Regions from separate parts of the Hordeum vulgare genome. Here region 2 is linked to region 1. The links are chromatin contacts, called in public Hi-C maps. All regions are on one chromosome and are shown on one strand. Each heading gives the region's core, a stretch centred on a gene start, on an enhancer-like site or on the middle of the called end of the contact. The rest is flanking DNA. Distances are from core to core; before and after follow the strand shown. Region 1 has its middle 72 kb from the start of LOC123406276. Region 2 holds the start of LOC123406099 (S-adenosylmethionine synthase 2).

Region 1 (7,451 bases), core at 2,081-4,580:
GGGTGTGTAGAGGTGTGCTACGTTAGATCTCATGGGATCCGGTCAGTGCTGGTTTTCGGTGGATCATTTTGGATTCGGTCTTCGTTCATGTTCGTTTGGGTATGTACATGTTTGGTCCTTTCGATTTACGAGTTTCTTCAAGAGATGGTTGTTGCTCCCGTGCGCTGGGCCTATGGGGCCTTAGAACGACGACCTCCTGACTATTTACTACAACAAGGTTTGTCAGGCTCTGGAGAGGGAGGCGCGATGACAGTTGCGCGCCTTCGGCTCACCACAGTGTCTGTAGCCGTCGCTGGGTGGTCCACAGATCTGGATATAATTTTTATTACCTTTGGTGTTCCTTGTACTCTCATAATTGAAGATGAATGGATTGACAGTTTCTCATGCAAAGAAAGGATATCTTTATCTTTACCATTATCTTTGCAAATCACTAAGCTCCATAGATTAGGAGCTTCCTCGTTCAGTTGAGGGGTACGGCCTTGACTGGGTCATCCCACTTGTTTCTGCGCATCATCCTTGTTTGTGTGAATACAAATTCCCTGAAAATATATACCACTTTGTGGGAATGGATGGCTAGGAGTGCTTCGACATGTGTTTTTATGGTGTCGCTTGTTGTCCGAGGAGAGCAAGCTCTTGGCGGCTAGGACAAACTCTCCCTTCAAAACTTCACCGGCAAGCCCATGGATTCACCTTCCCTCTTTGTGTCGCTCCGGCTGGCTGTGATGGGGATGGGAATCCTGGTGCCTCTGATCCGGTTAGTAGTTTAGGTCTGTTTTTTTGTCCTCGTAGGTGCGATGCTCAGGCGGATGATGGCGCTACTTCTTTGAGTTTGTCTTTCAAGGTTCGATCCTCCTCGAGTTCGTCCATTTGGACATAGCTCACGAAGCTTCGTTGTAGATTGCCCTCTCTCCTGGAGCGATGAGGTTAGGGTTTGTTGTCATGTGACGAGATTTAGTGCCAGGTGCTTCAGAGCAATGCAAGGGTTCAACAACGACAATTGCGACTCGAGGGCAGTGATCCTTGGGGGCACGTGCACAAAACTTTCCGGCTATCATCGACCAGGTCAAGACGACTCCGGTAGGCGAGCGGCTACAATGGTGCATCATCAACATAGTATACTAGATGATGCCCCGCTTGTTGCAGCTGAAACTTTGGTAAAAAAAAAGCGTAAATAATTGCTACAAAATAACTAAAACTAATATGAAGCACATATATGATTACAAAATAATTTACAAATATGAAGCATATAAAAATATTTTTAAAGTTGTAGTCAAATAATGTCAAATGTGAAGGCTGCACTACATTAGTATATGGAATCGTTCAACACATGTATTTTCAATACAAAATAGGATGAAAAATAATAATTTAGAACTAAAATGCATGTATTGATGATGTCACAATGTTGCACGCATACATAATTAAATACACAAGGCGTAACTTGTACTAACATGCATGACTTACTTGTATGGACTGTTTGCATGTCTAGCAAAATTAGGTAATGGGTTCTAAATATTTAGAAATAAAAGATGAGGTGATCTTGAAATCTCGACGTAGTTTTTTTATTATGTTTGATATGCTTTGTATTTCTAATGAACATTAATAATATATCTGGATAATTTTCGAAAAAACAATTGAGAGGTAAGATTTTGACCGCTCGTCACACTTGTTTATGTGAATAAAACTTCCCCGAGAATGTAGACCCTTAAAAAAGAAAAAGAAAACTCCCCGGCAATAAAAAAAAATTAGGGATTTCCCTGGCAATAGATGGCTGGGATCTGAGAGCGCTCAGACATGTGTTTCCCTGGTGGGCCACAACATTCACGGGTGGACGGATGGACGCGCTATCGTTCACGGAGAGCAACGGCAGCCTCCCGCTGGTCCAAGCCACGCGTGTCTGGTGTGTGCGGGTTTGGCTGTGCGCGTCCTCTCACCGGATCATCCACTCAATCCCAGCTCTACGGAAAAAGGGTTCCCCGGTTTGTATTACAAAGCAACCAACCGATACAGTCAATAGCAGATGCTGGAGCGGAAGCAGCACAATCACATCCAAAAGAAACGAAAGAGAAACAACAAGAGAAAAAATACCGACAACGACGGATCAACGAAAACGAAGAAGCTTCACGACCACTGCGCCCACCGAAGATTTCCCACCAAGCTCCAAGGATCCGAAGCACCGGTACCAATCAACACCTCCAAGAAGGACCGCGACGATGACGACGCTGCTGCCAAGGGTTTCCCCCGGTACTTGACGAGGCAAGAGGAAGGGTCGCCCCCGACGCCCTCCAGGAAGGTCCGGCGGCACCGACAAGCGTCGCCGCGTCGGTGTCGGCCAGGCCGACAGGGGTTTCCCCCAATTTCAACCTTCACCTCGGATGCTCCAGAGCCTGCCACCAAAGCGACCACCATCTTGCGCCACCGCGGTCATGAAGCCTCCACGTCGTCTCACCACGGCACCAGAAGTGAGGCCTGCACAGCGGGGAATAGGAACCGGGACTAGGGCCACAACACCGTCGGCACGCGGGAGGGTACAACCTCCACCGTCGACGACGGCAGCCGACCGGGCATAATAGCAGGAGCATACCAGGCCCGTGGGCCCACAGGCCCGGTCGGGCTCTCCACGCCCGTAAAGCTCCCGCCATCGCGCTGCAGCAGGCGCGCCTTCGGCGTCGCCGCCCCACGTCCGAGCTGCTCCTCCTCCTCACCACACAGACGACGATGAAGCCACGTCGGGAACCAGCCCGCCAGGATCCAGATGAGGCCCACAAGGCCTAGATCTGGGCCGGGGACGCGCCACCGGCCAACCTGCGTCACCACGCCGTCTAAGCGCCAAGGGGCAACACCACCACCTCACGCGTCGCCGGCCATTGCTGCCGGGTCGCCGGACCGTCGTCGAGCCGAGGAGCACCGCCGCCAACACCATCTGGCCAAGCGCCGGGGGCGGCCGTCGGCGGCGGCAGGAAGGGAAGGAGGAGAAGGGAGGCCGAAGAGGGGCGGAGCTCGCGCCGCCCCGGCCACCTCCCGGGGAGGCGGCCCGGGGCGGATCCGGGGGGGGGGGGGGGGAGGGGGCGGGGACGGCCGGCGGCGGCGGGAACCCTAAACAGTCCTCAATCCAGCTCTCGACAGAGGAGATCGGTGATCTGGGTGGTGGTGGGTACGCTCGGCTCCTTGCAGTGGTTGTAGGATCCTCACCGCCGTGATGTTCCAGCTGTCGATGTTGCTTCCTGCGGATTCTGCTTGGGACGCCGCTTGGCTGTACATACGGCCTGCGCCACTGCTGTTCTGGTCATCCGTCTCACGCCATCTGTCTGCTCGATCTGCTACTCTGCCCTGCGTGTGATCTGGTTTGTATTGCTTCCTCTCGTATTGGATTTGTTGTTTGCTGTCTTAGGCTGGGTTCAGTATGGTGTTTCTCCAGCAACGATATCATTGGATTGGGCTCTGGTTTTTGTATAGTTGCTGCTTCCGTGCTTCATTTTTTGTGGAGAGCGTCGTGCCCTGTGGAGGAGGAGAATGGCTGATTGCTGTGGACTGATGCTTCCCCTCAAGTTTAAATTACTGCTTCTCTTACCAACTTTGAGAGGACGAGATTGGATCGGTGCATCCATCGCTCACCCTGGTCGTTTGGGTACCCGAGCCCGAACCCGAACCGAACCGAATTACTAGAATTGTCGGGTAATTCAGGTATCAGGTAAGGGTTCGGTTCTTATTTCTTGACTATTCGGTTTTCGGGTTAGGGTTTGAGTTTTAATGTGAAAAACCTGAAATATCCATATTATCCAAATTATTCGTACTATCCAAAATTTTCATGCTATTATTATACTAACTTGTTACCCATACTAACTAAAATACTCATATTATCAAAAATACCCATACTATCCGAGTTATTCATATCAAAAGTTGATGTATGCTCATAATACTTTAGGTATTTTGGGTACCCGAATTACCCAAATCGAAATTTTAGGTAATTTGGGTTCGGGTATTTTTTTAACAGAAATAATTTTGGTTCCCATTTTCAAATACCCGAATTACCCATAAACCAAACTACCCGAATCAAAATAACCAAAATACCTGAATGCCCAGGCTGACCCACCGCATAGAGCTCAACGAAGTGCGTCAATCCAGCAATACATGGGACCGGCCAGCAACCAGCCACCATTGTCTTACCTGCTGTAAGCACACACTCAATTTTGTTTCAGATGGAATGCATTCAGCATACATGTTGGAAGATAACTGCTCCAAGGCACTCATTACTGAACAATCACGCCCACAATAAGGACATGGACAACTTCGTCACAGGGGTAATCAACTTCATCTTTACTAATATGAGCCACCTACATTACCGTGATCTCACCACTTGCTTGATCCAGTATACCGACAGTGACTCTCCAACCATATGGTCGTTAAACTGCATGGAATTCCTGTTTTCGGAATACTTGCCCAAATAATGTCTCCATTGTCAGCTCAGCCATAACTTTAGAATATGAGCTGCTACAATTCTCCTTCCCCTCACACCACATATCTTTACACAATGCAATAAAAGAGTGTATGACACTCTCATGCCTTGTTTTGAAATCGATTGAGTAAAAGATGGCACCTTGATGTGTGCACTTGCCATAGAGGTGCATTCAGTATTTACCTACAATTGATCGCATATACTAAATTAAAATGCAATGATCACATCACAGACTATAGTTTGTTTCTTAATATATGCACACTGTACACCCGCTTTCCCAAATAGTCTTTACCATATCACCATATATCCAACCTTAGGTGCAACAGGCAACCTACAATTAGACCAATAGTTCAGTAAGAGAAGATGAAGTTTAAAAAAAACTTGCAGTGAACATAGAAAAAATCGATGCTCGAGTGACTACCAATATCATCTAAAAATATGCAATATAATAGTAAGAGGTCAAGCCAGTCAAGTGAAAGACGTTTGCAACTACACAATGACACATTAGCAAACTTGAGAGCCACATAATTATAATTAGTATGGTTTTCAGGCCAACACATAAGAAACTACATGACTATCACGAAGTGAGGAGTCGTGGCTCCAAGAACTGGAATTAGACACATTGTACATCATCAATCATTAGGAGATGGATCCAATAGAATCTTGTCTCCTGGTCTGCAAGCCGAAAAAAAGCAGGAAGACTATCCGCATATATGCAGCTCACCCTGGGCGTTTGGGTACCCGAACCCACTACCCGAACCTGAACCGAACCGAATTAACAGAATTGTCGGGTAATTCGGGTATCAGGTAAGGGTTCGGTTCTCATTTCTTGACTATTCAGCTTTCGGGTTAGAGTTCGGGTTCTAGTGTGGAAAACCCGAAATATACATACTACCCAAATTATTCATACTATCCAAAAAAATTATGCTATTATTACACTAACTTGTTATCCATACTAACTAAAATACTCATATTATCAAAAATACCCATACTATCCGAGTTATTCATATCAAAAGTTGATGTATGCTTAGAATACTTTGGGTATTTTGAGTACCCGAATTACCCGAATCGAAATTTTGGGTAATTTGGGTTCGGGTATTTTTTTTAACAGAAATAATTTTGGTTCCCATTTTCAAATACCCAAATTACCCATAAACCGAACTACCCAAACCGAAATAACCAAAATATCCGAAATCGAACTATCCGAACCGAAATAACCAAAATACCCGAATGCCAGGCTAATATGCAGCAAGAATACCATGCCAATGGTAGTACATGATTAAGCGCATTGTAAATAATGGGGCGACCTCACCTCAAGTAGACCGCGCTAGAAACAATACGGCAGTTGCGGTGGCACTTGTTGAGCTTTACGTCGAGCCTTCGAGGCGTTCTAGAAGTGATGGCCCACGTGATTCGCCCTTGCAAGAAAATAGGGAGAGGCCATTACCAAACTCGGTACGTACTTTCATTTTCTATGTTACCTAGCAAATATTATTGCACATATGTTCCACTTGTAAAATTACCATCTGGGCGATTGACGTGTTATGTCGGCTTGACTTTTTTTTTTTTTAGGAACTATGTCGGCTTGACTATTGATTTATTTTCTTTCCTTATTTTCATCTATGAACCTGGTGGCCAGCGGCAAGTGAAGGCAAGAAAGAAGGTGCCAATGGATTTAATTAGGTGAAGATGATTAGGCTGTAGTACACACCGAGTGCATCCATAGAGTCTACATTGAAATGCTACATAAGGAGAGACTGGGCATAGTCTTGATATAGTTCTGTTAAAAGATATTGTATTGAGTTTCTCGTTTGGACATATTTATGATTGTTTTCTTCTAACTGCATCATAATATGTACTTTTGTTGACTGTTTGAGATAAGATGATGGCTATGCATGTGAGCAATCTAGTTTTTTACTTCCAGAAAATGCACACCAACAAAATCTGGAATGTCTTCTTGTGTCTCATCTTTTTGGCTTCAGTTGTATGATTAGCATTTGGCTTCAAACCAACTAAACTATAAAGTTTCCTTTTTCTTGTCCACTCTTCAGTTGCTAAATTATGATTCATAAAGTTATAGTGCATTTTGGAAAGGATATATTGATTTTATTACAGGGTTGACGATATATATATGGATATTATACTGACTGATAGTGCATGATTCATTTGAGCTCATTTTGGCAGTTTTGGATTTCCTTTGACTAATTCAGTGCAGCTTCCTTCATGACGTATGCCACATGCTAATATGAACTTTTCTTTAGTATTACATTGGATAGATCTTCATGAAGATCATGAAGAACATGGTATTGAAGATCAAAGAGAGAGAAGAAGCCATCTAGCTACTAGCTATGGACCCGTAGGTCTGTAGTGAACTACTCACACACCATCGTAGGGGCAATGGAGTTGATGTAGATGCCCTCCATGATCAATTCCCTCTCCGACAGATTACCGGAAAAGGCTCTCACATTGGATCTCTCGGGAACATAGGCTCTTGGCGGCGTAAAAGTATTTTCGTGGCTCTTTTAGGCGATACGGGAATATTTGGGAATTTATAAGCCAAGAATTAGGGTTAGGAGACCTGCAGGGGGCCCACAAGCCAGGGAGCGCGGCCACCCCCCCCCCCCCAAGGGCGCGCCCTGCAGGCTTGTGGCCTTCGGACAGCTGCCTTGTCGCCTACTCCAAGTCTGTTGCGTGTAATCTGGTTCAAGAAAAATATTTTCGGAGATTTTATTATGTTTGGACTCCGTTTATTATTCCTTATCAGCAATATTCAAAAACGTGGAAAAAAAGAAACTGACACTGGGCTCTAGATTAATAGGTTACTCCCAAAAATAATATAAAACAACATATAAATGCATATAAAACATCCAAAACATATAATACAATAACATGAAACAATCAAAAATTATAGATACATTGGAGACATATCAAGCAACTCAACGTGTTAAAATACAGGATGGAGAGAAAACATATCCATCAGTTCTCCACTTGGCTGGAA
Region 2 (7,919 bases), core at 1,984-4,483, 370 kb before region 1:
GTCAACCGACTTGGATCAGATGTAAAATGTCTTTCTTGGTCTACTGAATTGAGAAAATCTTTCTGCCAAGAGAACTACAATACAACATTCAATAAACAGAACTCAATTTGATATTTTATTTGAACCTTTTTTGAAAACGATCTAATTAAACAAAGGAATATATCATGCTCTCAGAGTTTTCTCAGTCAGTACCTTATACATGTGTACCAGGAGCACTGGTTTTGCTTCATATATGATGACATGTGAGTGTTGGCCACCAACCGCTCCTACTGGCACGGCTCGATCTAACAGGAAAAAAGGGAGAGTGACGTTAGGCTGAGAAACAGCAGCATGTCCAATAAAAGTACAGGCCATATGGACAACCAGCCCGTCACACAATGATCATCAAGCAATTCCAACCAAAGTCAGGAGAAAAAGAGTGGGAACGAAAAGCGGCACGGCAACACGCACTATTTTACACCAAACCCGATCAATGCTCATGATGATTCGAGAGCTATATAGTGTGGGTCAAGAACAGAGTCCGGTGAATCAAAATGATTTGGGCAGTATAAATCCAGATCCTATCAAATCACTTTTGCTTGAGTTAGGCTTACATTTACCAATTGCACAAACCATGATTAAAAACCTTGAACAGTATACAAAGTGCTGCTTAGAAGAATCACAATTTGGGAAGGACAGGGCAACAGAATTACACAAGGCTCTTTAGACTCTGGAAGAAAGAGCTTTATGAGGGGAAACTACACAAAACAGAATATGAAAAGTGAAAGTGACGGAGCGAGTGACAGAGCAAACTGCACATCACTCAGCAGTTTCAGCACACTCAAAAAGAAAATGAAAAATATATGAAATGATACACCAGTACGAAAACTTAGCACTGATCACTAGACGGCAAGACCAGTGCAGCCAGACGCGGTGATGTCGAATGCTTCTTCTTACTTCCCAGGAGCCAAAGGATTGTTGAACTAGAGTGGCAGCAGACCAAGAATAACCCCACTGTGATGTCTTCTTCTTAGGCAGATGCCTTGTCGAACTTGAGGGGCTTCACCACCTCCCAGGTGAAGTCGGCATCGTCGCGGCCAAAGTGACCATAAGCAGCTGTCTTGATGAACCTCTTTCCACCTTTCTTCAAGTCCAGGTTAATGCTGATCATCCCGGGCCTGAAGTCAAAGTTCTCCTTCACGAGCTTGAGGATCTCCCTGTCGGGGATCTTGCCGGTGCCGTAGGAGTCGACGAACACAGACAAAGGCTCAGGTACACCGATTGCGTATGAGATCTGCACAATGCAGCGGCGTGCGAGACCGCTGGCGATGATGCTCTTGGCGGCCTGCCTGGCAATGTAGGCGCCACTGCGGTCGACCTTGGTCGGGTCCTTGCCAGAGAAAGCGCCGCCGCCATGGGCTCCCCAGCCACCGTAGGTGTCGATGATGATCTTGCGGCCGGTGAGACCGGCATCGCCATGAGGGCCGCCGATGACGAAGCGACCAGACGGGTTCAGGTGGAAGATGGTGTTTTCATCGAGGTACTTCCCGGGAATCACCGGCTTGATGACGTGCTCCTTGAGGTCCGCGGCGATCTCATCGTTGGTGACGGTCTCGTCATGCTGGGTGGAGATGAGGACGGTGTGCACACGAACAGGCACCATGGCACCACCCTCATTTAGGTACTCAATGGTGACCTGGGTCTTTCCATCAGGCCTCAGCCAGGCACAGGTGCCATTCTTGCGGACCTCGGTGAGGCGAGCTCCGAGCTTGGTGGCAAGCATGTGGGTGAGGGGCATCAGCTCAGGGGTCTCATCCGTGGCATAGCCAAACATGATGCCCTGGTCACCGGCGCCGACCTCTTCTGGACGCTTGGTGAAGTGTCCATGAACACCCTGGGCAATGTCAGGGGATTGTTGCTCGATGTTGACGAGCACCTTGCAATGGTCGGCGTCGAGACCGACGTCGTCAGAGATGAAGCCAATGTCGCGGCAGGTGTCACGCACGATCTTCTCATAGTCCACGGTGGCCTTGGTGGTGATCTCACCGAAGACCATGACCATGTTGGTCTTGGTGCAGGTCTCGCAGGCAACCTTGCTGTCAGGATCCTGGGCCAAGCAGGCGTCCAGGACGGCGTCGGAGACCTGGTCACACAACTTGTCGGGATGGCCCTCGTTCACGGACTCGGAAGTGAAGAGGAACGTCTCGGCCGCCATTTCTTTCGTGGTAGTGATGCTCTGCAAATAAAAAAATAACTCGACTATGTTAGAATCAAACAAATATCAGTCGTGCCACAAAATCACGGTACTGTCCCAGCTACAGAGCAATATACTACCGCACAGCCTGGAATGATAAGCCATTCTCAAAAAAAAAAAAAAAAAAAAAACTGGAATGATAAGCCAGAGGGGCAACCCGTCTAAACACAACAGGAAAAAACACCCTTAAAAGAAGAAATAACAAACAGGTCCCTAAGGGGGGTGATTGCTGAACAATCCTGGATCTGCCACCATCCTCCGCACGCCGTCGAATCTGCTAGCGCCTAGCGGAGGAAGGAGCGACGACCTCGAGCCAAAGACCCGCCGGACACCATCGCATCGAAGCTTCAAAGAGCCGAAGAAAAGGCACATCGGCCGAGGACCACCCGACGCCTTAGATCCGCACACAAGCCGACGCCAGAATAGAAGCCGGCGACCCCGTGTACACATCTACCCGGCCATACAGCAGCGCAGGAGCAAGAACCGCCGTGTGGACGACGCAGCTGGAGGAACAGAAGATCCATAGCAAAGTCGATGCCGCCGCCACGCCGACCACACCCGTATACACCGAGCCCGCCGCTCCGACGAGGAACGGCAGCACACTTATTGGACGTAGCGCCGCCGGCCGGACACCGCGATCCACCCACCTGCTCCTACTACCACCAACCCCCACCAACCCCCCACAGCTAGCCTCCGTTCTTTACAGAGGGAGTAGTAACTAAGCGACCCACGTATGATGAAAAAGAAGATAAATTAGACATAGATGATCGAAGCATGAGATCAGGACGCGGTGAGTGCTAACCTTGTGCAGTTGTGCTGATGCTATTGTTCAGGAGGCCGACGAACCGAAAGAGGTCGAATGTATGCGCGGTGTAGTCCGCAGATCCCGGCCACGCAATTTATAGGAGCGGGGGGCTCGTCAGGTCGTGCATGAGTGTTGCTGGTGAGAGTGCGGGACTGCACAACCTGTGCTGCAGCCTGCAGCCCTTGCGGAAGCCCTCCTCCCCACCAAACCCATTTCTTTTTTTTTTTCCTTTTTGCGGTGGGTCAGATCACCTACCAACCATCTAATTTATTTTCTTCCCCACTTGTCTTTTCCTTAGAAAGATCTTCTCCACTTGCGTAAGCGATCTGCTGAACGTGGTTGGTAGGCTACTCGATTCTGAAAAATTACCTTCCGGAAAATTATAATCGTAAAAAAAGAATCAGGTAAGAATTACCAAAATTAATAGCCAATTAGGGACGTGCTACGCATTCACCGGTGGATGTTTACTAAATATTCACCACTTGCAGGGCCGTCCGATCTACACGTAGCCGTCGGATCTGCTCCGGTCAGGCACCCCATAATTCCTAAAACGATGGCTGAGTTGCAGAAACTTTCGCTTTGTTGCAAGAAATAAACTTTATACCCGTTAAATTCTGAAACAACGGTCGAGTTTCAGAAATAATTTGCTTGTTGCAGGATTTTTTTTCTTCGTCTTTCTGCAACATAGGTACTTTTGCGGAAGAATTTTTTGCAACAAAGGTCATGTTTTAGGATTTTTTTACAACAAAGGTCAAGTTGCGAAAAAAATTTGCAACGTTCATGGGCGGCATGGGCGGCTGGCGGCGACCGGATGGTCAGAACATAAATCTATAGTAGACCACTGCAACATCGTATATGTTTCAAAAATATAGTCTTTGTTGCAGAACCGCATAGTCGCTTGGATGCGTGTCTTACGGGGGAGGTGGCTGATTCGGCCATTATAATCCGCCGGCTGATGGTTACCTTTTCCCAATTAATAGTGCATTTTAAAATTGTAGGTACCTAGCAATTCTCACAATTCTAACTAGCCCCTTAAAAAAACTTTTCGTTTTCAACTGCTATCCCTATTGGACAACCAAATTATGTCCAAATTGTCAATCGGGTCAGACTGCTACAGAGCCTCCCACACTACCGTTCACCCCCCGCCCCCCTCCCCTCCCGCCCACACTCGTGCTCGCCCCACCCCAATGCTAAGGTTGCAACCATCAGATCCGCTGGCGGCTGCCACCCTACTCCACCGCCCCAGACCTTGGCCTCGACCTCCTCGGATCCGCCGGTGGGAGGCTCCTGCACCGCCGCCCCAGACCGGCCGCCCCATCTCCTCCTCTCCTTCCCATCGGGCCGCCACTTCTTAATGCCTCTCCAGCCGACCCTTCAGCAGGACGCGCCCAGCCGCCCGTCCATTCCTTCCGTCCGTCCGCCCCTCCACTTCGTCCGCCCAGCAGCACGAGGCATTTGGAACTCGCTTTTGTATTCTAATATATGTACTTTATTAGATTTGTAGCTCGTTTTGGTTTTCATATTGGACATAAACTGTTAGAAATAATCAAGTGATTGTAATTCATCAATCATTTCAATCTAAGGGTGTCTGAGACATTTCAGCGCACAACTCATACAACAATTACATACTAGAATCATAAAAAAGAAGTAGACAGACAATTCTATAGCCAAACGATTATGTGGGCAGTTTCCCAGAATTATGATACTGAAGAATTATGAGGTGAAAAGAACTGGCCCCCAGCCCAGCCCGCTACATACATATATATATAGACATATTTTAGAGTATATATTCATTTATTTTGTTTCATATATTTATATGTAGTTTTTAATGAAACCTCAACTCTAACGGGGAAACTCATTTCGTCCGTGCGTGTCCGTTTGAGTTCCGCACACAGAAAACACGGCCCAAGGCACCGCCTCAAACAGACACATGTCCGCTTTTCGTCCGCCCGTGAACCATTCCAGGCCTAAATTTGGGCCGCATTTGGATCGGTGCGGACACGAAATGGACACGCGTCTCACCCGCGTGCTCCTTCCCCTGGCCTGCCCGTCGACGACACAGTCTCGCCCTTTTTATCCCTTTCCCCCACCCGTCGCCAACAAATGCACAAACCCTAGGCCGGCGCCATTCTTCCCGGCCACCTTTCTCTCCATCCCCCTTCCTCCCCCACCCAGCAGCACATCCACCGGCGGGGCGCCTCCTTCATGTCGACGTGGAAGGCTGGTGTGGCGACGACGAGATTTGGCACGTCTTGGCGACGGGATTTGGCCAATCCGACCGGCAATGGATTGCGCTTGCCATGGATTAGCCACGTACCGGTCCAGTCGACCTGGGAAATGCCTCGGTGCCGCATGTAGGCGCCCAATCCGCCTCTAGCCGCTCGAATTTTGTACAGTCGTTGGTCCGCCAACAAAATCACCGTCAATCGTCACCCTGGCTCGGCGCTAGCCCAGAGGCTTGCCGGCTCATTGTTGTCGTTCATAAAGTGCGACGACTGCCTGCTGCATGTCGTGTGGTGTGTTTCTTGAACGTCAGAAAATCCCGGTTGTGTTCGTCAAGTGCAAAAACGATGGGGTATGCTTTTCGTGCGGCCTTTTGCTCTTTGATTCAATGGAATTTCAATAACTTATTTGCTCAATTTTGTGTGTAGGTCGTGTAAGATTGTTGTAACGTCTTGCCAAAACAAGCCGACGGTTCCATGTTAATACAAGAAGCCATCGTGATGTATACAAAGTCCTCTAATACACAGCTTGTAAAGCAAGGAAAAAGAGACATAATACAAGAAGGAAGAGTTACATGAGATAGACTAGGATATGCCCAATCAGCCTACCAACGTGACACAATAGACCTCGTGAATATGTCCTTTAACACCCTCCCTTGATCACAACATTCTATATTGAGATTACGTTTGAATGCATCAAAACTTCTTGTTGGTAATGCTTTGGTAAAGCCATTTGTAACCTGATCCTTCGAATGAACAAATCTGACTTCCAATTGTTTATGAGCAACTCTTTCTCTAACAAAGTGAAAATCTATCTCAATATGCTTAGTCCTGGCATGGAAGACGGGATTAGCAGAAAGATATGTGGCACCAAGACTATCACACCATAAATAAGGAGTTGGATCACGACTTATTCCAAGTTCCTTGAGCATGGACTGAACCCAAATAATCTCAATTGTAGCATTCACTAGAGCCTTATACTCAGCTTCTGTACTTGACCTTGAGACTGTAGTTATTGGAAATATGCCCTAGAGGCAATAATAAATAGTTATTATTATATTTTTAGTTTCAAGATAATCGTTTATTATCCATGCTAGAATTGTATTGATGGAAACACAAATACATGTGTGGATATATAGACAAAACAAAGTCCCTAGTGAGCCTCTAGTTGACTAGCTCGATGATCAAAGATGGTTAAGCTTTCCTAGCCATAGACAAGTGTTGTCACTTGATAACGGGATCACATCATTAGGAGAATGATGTGATGGACATAGACCCAAACTATAAACGTAGCATGTGATCGTGTTATTTTGTTGCTATTGTTTTCTACATGTCAAGTATACATTCCTATGACCATGAGATCATGTAACTCACTGACACCGGAGGAATGCCTTGTGTATCAAACGTCGCAACGTAACTGGGTGACTATAAAGGTACTCCACAGGTATCTCCGAAGGTGTCCGTTGAGTTAGCATGGATCAAGACTAGGATTTGTCACTCTGTATGACGAAGAGGTATCTCAGGGTCCACTCGATAATACAACATCACAAATAAGCCTTGCAAGCAATGTGACTAAAGAGTTAGCCATGGGATCTTGTATTACGGAACGAGTAAAGAGATTTGTCGGTAACTAGATTGAAATAGGTATGGAGATACCGGCAATCGAATCTCAGGCAAGTAACATACCGAAGGACAAAGGGAATGTTATAAGGGATTAACTGAATCCTTAACATAGAGGTTCAACCAATAAGATCTTCGTAGAATATGTAGTATCCAATATGGGAATCCAGGTCCCGCTATTGGATATTGACCGGAGAGTGTCTCGGTCATGTTTACATTGTTCTCGAACCCGCAGGGTGTGCACACTTAAGGTTCAGTGACGTTTTGGTATAGTTGAATTATTGATGTTGGTAACCGAAGGTTGTTCGGAGTCCCGGATGAGATCTCAGACATCACGAGGGTTTCCGGAATGGTGCAGAGACGAAGATTGATATATAGGAAGTATTCATTTGGCTTACGGAAGGTTTTCGGGCATTACCGATAAAGTACCGGGAGTGATGATGGGTTCCGGAGTTCCGCTGGGAGGGGCCACCCACCCGGGAGAGGACCAAAGAGGCCCAAGGGTGGCGCACCAGCCCTTAGTGGGATGGTGACCAGCCCAAGTGGGCCTATTCGACCAAAAGGAGAAGGAAAGGGAGGAGAGGGGCCAAACCGAATAGGAGAAGGGGACTCCTCCTCCAAACCGTATTGGAGGAGGACTCCTCCTCTTGCTTGGCGCGCCGGCCAACCCTAGGGATTTTTCCCTAGGGCGCCACCCCTCCCTCCCACTTATATATAATGGAGGTGGGAGAGGCTTTTGGCACCTCAAGCCATAGTGCAGCCCTCTCTCCCTCCACCACTTCGTGACACCCTGTAGCTAGTTCGGTACGTCACGGCGAAGTCCTGTCGGAATAGCTCCACCACCATCACCGCCACGCCGTCGTGCTACCGGAGAATTTAGCTACCTCTTCGTCTCTCTTGCTGGATCAAGAAGGCGGATATCGTCATCAAGTTGTACGTGTGCTGAATGCAGAGGTGTTGTCCATTCGGTACTAGATCGGGACGGGGTATGTGGAACGCTTGCGATTCGGATCGCGAAAACGTTCGAATACATCAACCG

What was found. A called contact is a pair of places that touch in the nucleus more often than the background predicts.
Region 2: a contact with region 1 is called in a Hi-C map of leaf, with 2.8 times the contacts expected there. The contact joins the promoter of LOC123406099 here to the enhancer-like site in region 1. A contact is called at or near these places in 2 of 6 Hi-C or Micro-C datasets (leaf and seedling) and 1 of 1 datasets of contacts at active chromatin or transcription factors (embryo).

Annotation. Positions count from the first base shown.
Region 1 is chr6H:417,633,155-417,640,605 of MorexV3_pseudomolecules_assembly, reverse strand. No RefSeq gene overlaps it. Among protein-coding and RNA genes, the nearest start is that of LOC123406276, 72 kb to the right of the region's middle. Within about 2 kb of position 3,330, at least 3 of the 3 cell types and tissues checked have open chromatin away from gene starts, as enhancers often do. A contact at or near this core is called in leaf and seedling, where this site is marked.
Region 2 is chr6H:417,998,528-418,006,446 of MorexV3_pseudomolecules_assembly, reverse strand. LOC123406099 (S-adenosylmethionine synthase 2) reads right to left here and starts at 3,233. Exons shown (of 2, transcript XM_045099588.1): 1 at 3,036-3,233; 2 at 595-2,215. The coding sequence starts at 2,194. The coding sequence ends at 1,010.